Regions from separate parts of the Ovis aries genome. Here region 1 is linked to region 2. Evidence: chromatin contacts called from public Hi-C data. All regions are on one chromosome and are shown on one strand. Each heading gives the region's core, a stretch centred on a gene start, on an enhancer-like site or on the middle of the called end of the contact. The rest is flanking DNA. Distances are from core to core; before and after follow the strand shown. Region 1 holds the start of ZNRF2 (zinc and ring finger 2). Region 2 holds the start of GARS1 (glycyl-tRNA synthetase 1).

Region 1 (3,725 bases), core at 920-3,419, 300 kb before region 2:
AATCAATACTTAGGGATTCGATGAACTCTTGGAAAGCATTTCCTGCCTTCTGCTGGCTCTGGAAGCATTTTCCCTGCAAAAAGTTTTCGAGATGCTTGAGAAGTGGTAGTCGGTTGATGAGAGGTCAGGTGAATATGGTGGATGATGCAAAACTTCGTAGCCCATTTGTTCAGCTTTTGAAGTGTTGGTTGTGTGATGTGCAGTCAGGTGTTGTCAAGGAGGAGAACTGGGCCCTTTCTGTTGATCAATGTCAGCTGCAGGAGTTGCTGCGTTTGGTGCATCTCATTGATTTGCTGAACATACTTCTCAGATGTGTTGGTTTTGCTGGGATTCACAAAGTTGTAGTGGATCCGACTGGCAACAGACCACCTATCAGTGACCATAATCTTTTCTGGGTGCAAGTTTGCTTTGGGAAGTGCTTTGAAGCTTCTTCTCGGTCCAACCACTGAACTGGTCATCACTGGTTCTCATATAAAATCCACTTGTTGTCGCATATCACAATCCGATAGAGAATAAGAGAAGAACCTAATGTAGAAAAAGAGAAGACGACCCTTCAAAATGATGATTTTTTTTTCATTTTCAGTCAGCTCAAGATGCACTCACTTCTCAAGCGTTTCACCTTTCAAATTTGCTTCAGATGCTGAGCAACTATAGAATGGTTGATGTTCAATTCTTGGGCAACTTCTCATGTAGTTGTAAGCCTCTCAGTTGGTTACTGTCAACTTTCCATGGGCAGCCACTATGTTTATCTTCAGGCTTTTATCTAGTCTGTAAAACTTCTTGAACCACCACTGCACTGTACATTTGTAAGCAGCTCCTGGGCCAAATGTGTTGTTGTGAGTTGTCTCTGCGAACTTGAATAGAAAAATCGCTTGAATTTGCTTTTTCTCTAACATCATTTCCATAGTTGAAATAAATATAAACAAGTAATAAGTCAGCCAAAAACATAAAGCAAGAAATGTGCATTGAAAGATGTACAGCACAACCATATTTAAGAAAGTATTGCAATATCAAATGGAAACTTTAAACAATGCAAAAACCGCAATTGCGTTTGCACCAACCTAGTAGTAATTGACATTTTAGAGAAAGTACAGGGTTTTAAAGCAGCAGGTGCTGTGGCGATTTGATACAAACATCCCAGGTAAGGAAACTAACGTCCACAAAGGTAAAATGATTGCTTACACCTCGTTTTGGTCCCAGACCTAGATAGACCCCAGGTCTTATGAATCGGTTGCAGCTGTCTCCGTGCCACAGTTTTTGCTCTACAGCTGAAAATCATGTTGGATTATCTTTAGTTCTATCAACTCTGCTTTCTCCGCAGTCGGAGTGTTTAAATGGGATAGATCTAATTCAGATCAAGCTGCCTTCAGCCTCCTAGGTTCTTTCTTTTGTTTTCAGTCTTTTATTATCAGATTGGTGAGCTTCTGCTTTACTTAAAACACGCACTCGAAGTAACATCAAGGAGGAAGGTCGAAACCCATTCAAACGCAATGGCTAGGGACACAGGACCGAGACGAACCCAGCCCCAGCTGTAAAAGGTGAAGACTGCCCACTGTCAGGTCCAGCGTCCGAGGGACACGTGCAGGAGGAGGGGTCGTCTTCTGGTTGGCCCCCGGAGGAGCTCCGTCGCTCCAATCAGCGCAGGCCCCGCGGTGGAGAGGGGGCGCGCCCTGCAGGGGAGGGCGGGGTCAGAGACCTGTCCATCACCGAATCCGCGGGTGGCAGCACCTACCCCACCAAGGCACCTAGGCGAGACAGGGCGGGAGCGGGAAGGCCGCGGCGAGGGGGGAGGCGGGGCCAGGCTGGTGGGAGCCAATCCGCCCGGCAGCGCCAGGGGGCAGGGGCGGGGTCACCGTGCGCGACCCAAACACATGGGTTCGGGCGCACCCTGGGGCCGCGCTGCTCCTCCGCCTTCCGGTGCGAGGGCCGCAGTGCCTCCTTCCCTTCTGAGCACCCCCACCTCGTGGTCCAGACCCTACCCACCCCCCCGCCCCTCCTTCTCTGGGGGAGCGCGGTGACGGTTGCCGGGAAGCGCGCGCTGCCCCTCCCTCTCCTCCTGCGTCCTCTCCTCCCGCGCCACCCGTTTTTCCTCCTTCTCAGTTAATAACAGCTGGGTGGCTGGGGGAGGAGGGAAGGTGGCCCCAGCGGAGTCTGGGCGGGCACCTCCCACTCACCCGCGAGCCGCCGTGGGAGCAGGAGGATGGCGGCGGTAGCGGCGGCCGCCCGGGAGGAGGCGGTGCCGAGGGCCCGGGCGCAGAGCGCAGCGGCGGCGGCAGAGAGCGGCAGCGGCCCGTCGCGGCGCACCAGAACCGAAAGCAGCGGCAGCCGCGCAGCCACCTGAGCCGCCCCTCCCGCCGGAGCCAGCGATCGGCGCCCGCGGGAGCCGGGACCTCCTTCCTCTCCATCTCTCCTCGTCTCCTGCGTCCCCAGACAGGCCGTCGATCTCGCTCGTCATCCCTTAGAAAAGCGCGGCGGGCGCCGACCGCCCCCTGGGGCGCCGGGCGGCGGCCCTGGACGTGCGGGCTTGTTTCTGCGCCGGCCTCCGCGCCTCGGCCCTGCCCTCTCGCTCCTGCGCTCGCTCCCGCCCTCCCGGCGCTCCGGGCACTGTGCGCGGGCCCGGCCCGGGGCAGGGCGGACATGGGCGCCAAGCAGAGCGGGCCGGCCGCTGCTAACGGCCGCACCCGCGCGTACTCGGGCTCGGATTTACCTTCCAGCAGCAGCAGCGGAGGGGCCAACGGGACCGCGGGCGGCGGGGCGCGAGCCGCAGCCGCTGGGAGGTTTCCGGCTCAGGTGCCCAGCGCGCACCAGCCCAGCGCCTCCGGCGGCGCCGCGGCGGCCTCGGCGGCCCCGCGCAGCCGCTCCCTCGGCGGGGCCGTGGGGACCGTGGCGTCGGGGGCCCGGGCGGCGCAGTCAACCTTCAGCATCCCCAACAGCAGCAGCGGCCCGTACGGCTCGCAGGACTCGGTTCATAGCAGCCCGGAGGACGGCGGCAGCAGCGGCGGCAGGGACCGGCCGGCGAGCGGGGGTCCTGGAGGGCCGCGCCTGGTGATCGGCTCCTTACCAGCTCACCTCTCGCCGCACATGTTTGGAGGTACGGCCCTTTCCCTCTCTGCCTCCCGCGGGCGGCACGTGGGCCGCGGCTGCGCTTATTTTTACCCTTCTCCTTTTCTCCTTCAGCCCGAGCGCCGGGGGTTCGCCGCGCGGCCGGGCCGGGTCACCCCTCTTTGGGGTGGGAGGGAAAGAGAGAGGGAGAGAGCGCCTCTTAACCCCTGCAGCGCCGCTACCGCGGGACCCTAGTGTTTGGTTTTTGAACACCACGTGCACCCTCACCTCTTCGTGGCTTTCTCATACAGAAAGCCCTTGTTTGCTCCCGGAGGTGAAGGGAGCAAATATTGTTTTAAAAACAAGCGCAATAGCTGGTGCTTGTGGTTTTTAGTAGCAGGAAGTCAGGACCCGTTGCTAAATGTAGTTGTATCTGGTGACTCGAGTGGTGAGCAGTTTTTAAAGGCCAAAAGTCAGAGTCTCAAATGAACAGATGAGTGTTTGGAACAAGAGTTACCGCTTTTGGAGTAACTTATTGTAGAGCTGTAATTCTCATGTCTTGTGTCAGTAGTCCCACCTACTGTGTATGCTTTAATTAGGTGAATGTGTTAATAAAAAGTATGTTTTTAACCTCAGTAAACTGCTACTTTAGATAATGATTAATGTGAGTTCTGCTTTATTTG
Region 2 (3,595 bases), core at 842-3,341:
GGATATGTTGTACAACACAGAGAATATAACCAATATTTTATAAAAATCTGTAAGTGGAGTGCTGTTGCTGTTGTTCAGTTGCTCAGTTGTGTCCGACTCTTTGCAACTCCATGGACTGCAGCATGCCAGGCTTCCCTGTCCTTCACTATTTCCTGGAGTTTGCTCAAACTCACATCCACTGAGGCAATGATGCCATCCAACCAGCTCACCCTTCTCAGTCCCTTAAAAACTGTGAATCACTATCTTGTACACCTGAAACTTATACAGTATTGTATATCAGCTATACTTCAATTAAAAATATAAAATTACCTATTAAAATAAAGCCAAATAACAGTTATAATTAATAAATATCAAAGCTTGTACTAAATGAAGTCTCTTCTAGCAGATGCCTAATATTTAAGTTTCACGTCAGGTTAACAAACTTAAATATATTCTCTGTGTACAAAACAGTCATACTACAAAGACTTACTGTATAGCCCAGGGAACTATACTCAGTATATTGTAATAACCAGTAATAGAAAAGAATCTGAAAAAAAAATATGTATGAATGTATAACTGAATCACTTTGCTATACACTTGAAATGCAACATTGTAAATTATACTTCAATAAAAGTATATATTCTATCCCCCAAAATTAAATCTTGAAATAAAAGTTTTAAGAATACAAATTATTTGACATTCTGTACCTGCTCTGCTTATGCTAAGCTGTGCGTACTTCTCTAGAACCACAAACTGAAAGAGGAGGAGAAGTACTATGAAGTTTTCACTGTTCTGGGAAAGGTGACTTCAGTCTGTTAAGCCTGTGTACTCTTGTACACTCCTGGGCACGGGTCCTCTTTGCCCATGACCCCTTTCATTCCCTGGAAGACTTGATTTCCAGGCATCTTCCTCACCTCCTCCACTTTGGACTAAGGTGTGTACCGTTGGTTTCAGGAGATACTGTCAAAACTGTCCTCCAAAGTCGGTACCAATCCACATTTCCCTCAGCTGTGTGGGAGGGTCCCTGAGCATCTCCTAGCATTTTCCATCATTTCCATTTTAGGCATTCTAACGGGTGTGTGTAATGCTATTTCTAAAATTAACACATTCCTTATTTTTCTATTCTCTCTGGGGAAACAGAATCCAGCTTCTTCAGCCAACCTGCCCTTGCCGCAGGAGGGAGAGAAGAAGCCACTTCCAGAGGGTCCATCATCTGGGGCCTAACCATGAGTCAGGTTAGCTGAGACAGGGCCAAGCAGAGGGAAGCCGGGGCACTTGGATGCTCTCTCCACTCCCTGGCACAGTATCGCTTTCCAGTCTTTCTCATGTCTTTGCCTCTTGCCTTTCCTCATCTTTGCTGATTGAAATCTTGTTCGCCCAGCAAAGGATGGTCAGCACTGATTTTCTCCAAATAAGTCCATCATTCTCCCTTTCTTCAGCTTTTGTCTTGACATTGGGAAGGGCATGGATGGGTGAAGATGAACAGATCATTCACTTCTCTTGATCTGTTTCCTTATCTGAGGATCATCTGAGCTTGGGCAACACTAAGTCTAAGTGTCTATCTGTTTTGACGTCTACCCAGGTAGCTCAGTGGTAGAGAATCCGCCTGCCAATGCAGGAGACTTGGGTTCCATGCCTGGGTGGGGAAGATCTCCTGGAGGGGGAAATGGCAACGCACTCAAGTATTCTTGCCTGAATAATCCCATAAGAGGAGCCTGGCGGGCTACAGTCCATGGGGTCGCAGAGTCGACATGACCCTTTAAGAACCTGGGGGCGAAAGAACAGAAACAGAAGTGTGTACTCCCGTGGGTCTGCCACAACGTCAGTGTCCCTGTACACGCCTGTGCTCTGAAGGTCCTCGTGAGTTTCAGTCCGCGTGTCTCGGACAGGGCTGAGTCCTTAAATGTCCACTAACGCACTGTGCAAATCTGTTCGCCGGGGGTCTACCGGGGCCCCACAGCCCTCTTGTACGCCCGAGGCGGCTCAAGCCCTTTCGGGGCTCTGAATGATTCCGGGTCCTTCCGGGGTTTTGTGTCGAATCGGCCGGTGGCGACCCGGCGCCGCGTCGCGGGGTGGGGAGTGTGCGGCTGCGCGCGCCGCGGCGTTTACGCGGCGATTTCATCATGCTCCCGGCCCGGCCGCGCGCGCCGCTTCCGCCGCCGCCCGCTCCCGACCTCCCAGCGCCGCCGGCTCATGCCCTCTCTGCGTCCGGCGCTGCTTAGAGCTGCCCGCGCCGCTCTGCTGCAGTCGCTGCCAGCCGGTCTCCTGGCCTGGCCTCCACTCCTGCCCTGCCGGCCCATCAGCAAGCCCGCCCGCGCCCCGACCTGGTTCCCCGCCGCCGCCTCCCGGAGCAGCATGGACGGCGCCGGGGCTGAGGAGGTGCTGGCACCTCTCAGACTAGCCGTGCGCCAGCAGGTACCGGCATTCTGCGCTTTGCACTCAGCCCCGGCTCTCCTCCCTCCTGGTCCCCTCCTTCTCATCTTCTCTCTCTCTTTTTCCCGGGCACCGGTCCACCTCATCGATTACCCGTCTCTTTCATTCTCTGAAAGCCCTTGGTTTCCAGGCATCTTCCTCGCCTCTTTCACTTTGAACTCAAGTCCCCGCGTGCGCCGGCCACCTTCCCTCCCGTGGACCCCTCTCCTCCCCTCTCCTTGGGTGACTCCCGCGGATCCCTCGACATCCTGCGTCCCTTCTCTCGCCATCTGTTCTCCTTTCCCAGTCCTTGTTACTGCCTTGCCTCTTCCCTCTCCGATGACGCTGGAATCTGTAGCCCTTAGCTTCTCCACCCTGTTCTAGCTCAATAACCTCAATTTTAGATTTCCTGTCCCTGCTATGTTCTTTGTGCTTCCTGGGTGGCGAGATTCCTAATTCCTCCCTGGTCAGTTACGATCCGAAGAAGCTGCGGGTTCTCTCTTCTTACCGCCTGACTCTTTTTTTTTTTTAATCTTCAAGATGCTTTAAATAGTGTTTCTTCCTTGACATCTTCATTCGGTGCTTAGTGAGCCTAATGGTCCGCTGAAAAAGTAAAATAGTTGAAACCTGGATAAGGGGAGGTTTTGAGCTTCCTCCCTCTATTCTAATAATGTGAGTTCATCATCCTTCGCTCCTGTCATTTTGTGGGTTCCGAAAAGACCACTTGAAACGAGTGAGCTTTCAGATCGTAAACGTGGGAAGCTGTAAATGTTCCTGAGTTACTTGGTGAAGGCAGCCATCCTTCGTATGGAACATTTTGAAATTTGATTTTGTGGAAGGGAGGGAGGTTTCATGGAGTGGAGAGCTTGGTGGTTTAATCCAGGCCTCCTTTTCCTAGGGCACTGCATGGACATCAGAATTTAGAGAGGACAGGGTATTCTCACATCCAGTCAGGTAGAACCAGAAGCTCGGAATAGAACCCCAAGAGTAGATGACCTAGTAGGAAGCACCGAACGGGTTTCTCCAGCACCGGCGCCTGATGCAATAACTTGCCTTGGCTACGGAGGGTGGATCCCTCTCTCGGAAATAATTCATTGGGGAAGCACTGCAGAAAATTCGGCAAATTCTTCCCCTTTATCTACTTCTCTCTAGTGTGAGCCTGATTGATTCTGTCCTGTTTAATTTTGAAGTTTTACTGTGGGCT

What was found. Hi-C and Micro-C count contacts between places; a contact is called where the count stands out from the background.
Region 1: a contact with region 2 is called in a Hi-C map of liver, with 2.5 times the contacts expected there. The contact joins the promoter of ZNRF2 here to the promoter of GARS1 in region 2. A contact is called at or near these places in 6 of 16 Hi-C or Micro-C datasets (blood, hypothalamus, liver and 3 more).

The regions. Positions count from the first base shown.
Region 1 is chr4:67,588,580-67,592,304 of ARS-UI_Ramb_v3.0, reverse strand. It overlaps ZNRF2 (zinc and ring finger 2), which reads left to right and starts at 2,169. Exons shown (of 6, transcript XM_060414779.1): 1 at 2,169-3,091. The coding sequence starts at 2,638. It overlaps LOC121819405 (a long non-coding RNA gene), which reads right to left and starts at 3,226. Exons shown (of 2, transcript XR_006059637.2): 1 at 2,708-3,226; 2 at 1-1,670.
Region 2 is chr4:67,289,899-67,293,493 of ARS-UI_Ramb_v3.0, reverse strand. GARS1 (glycyl-tRNA synthetase 1) reads left to right here and starts at 2,091. Exons shown (of 17, transcript XM_060415032.1): 1 at 2,091-2,394. The coding sequence starts at 2,173. LOC121819404 (a long non-coding RNA gene) reads right to left here. Exons shown (of 2, transcript XR_006059636.2): 2 at 2,880-3,595.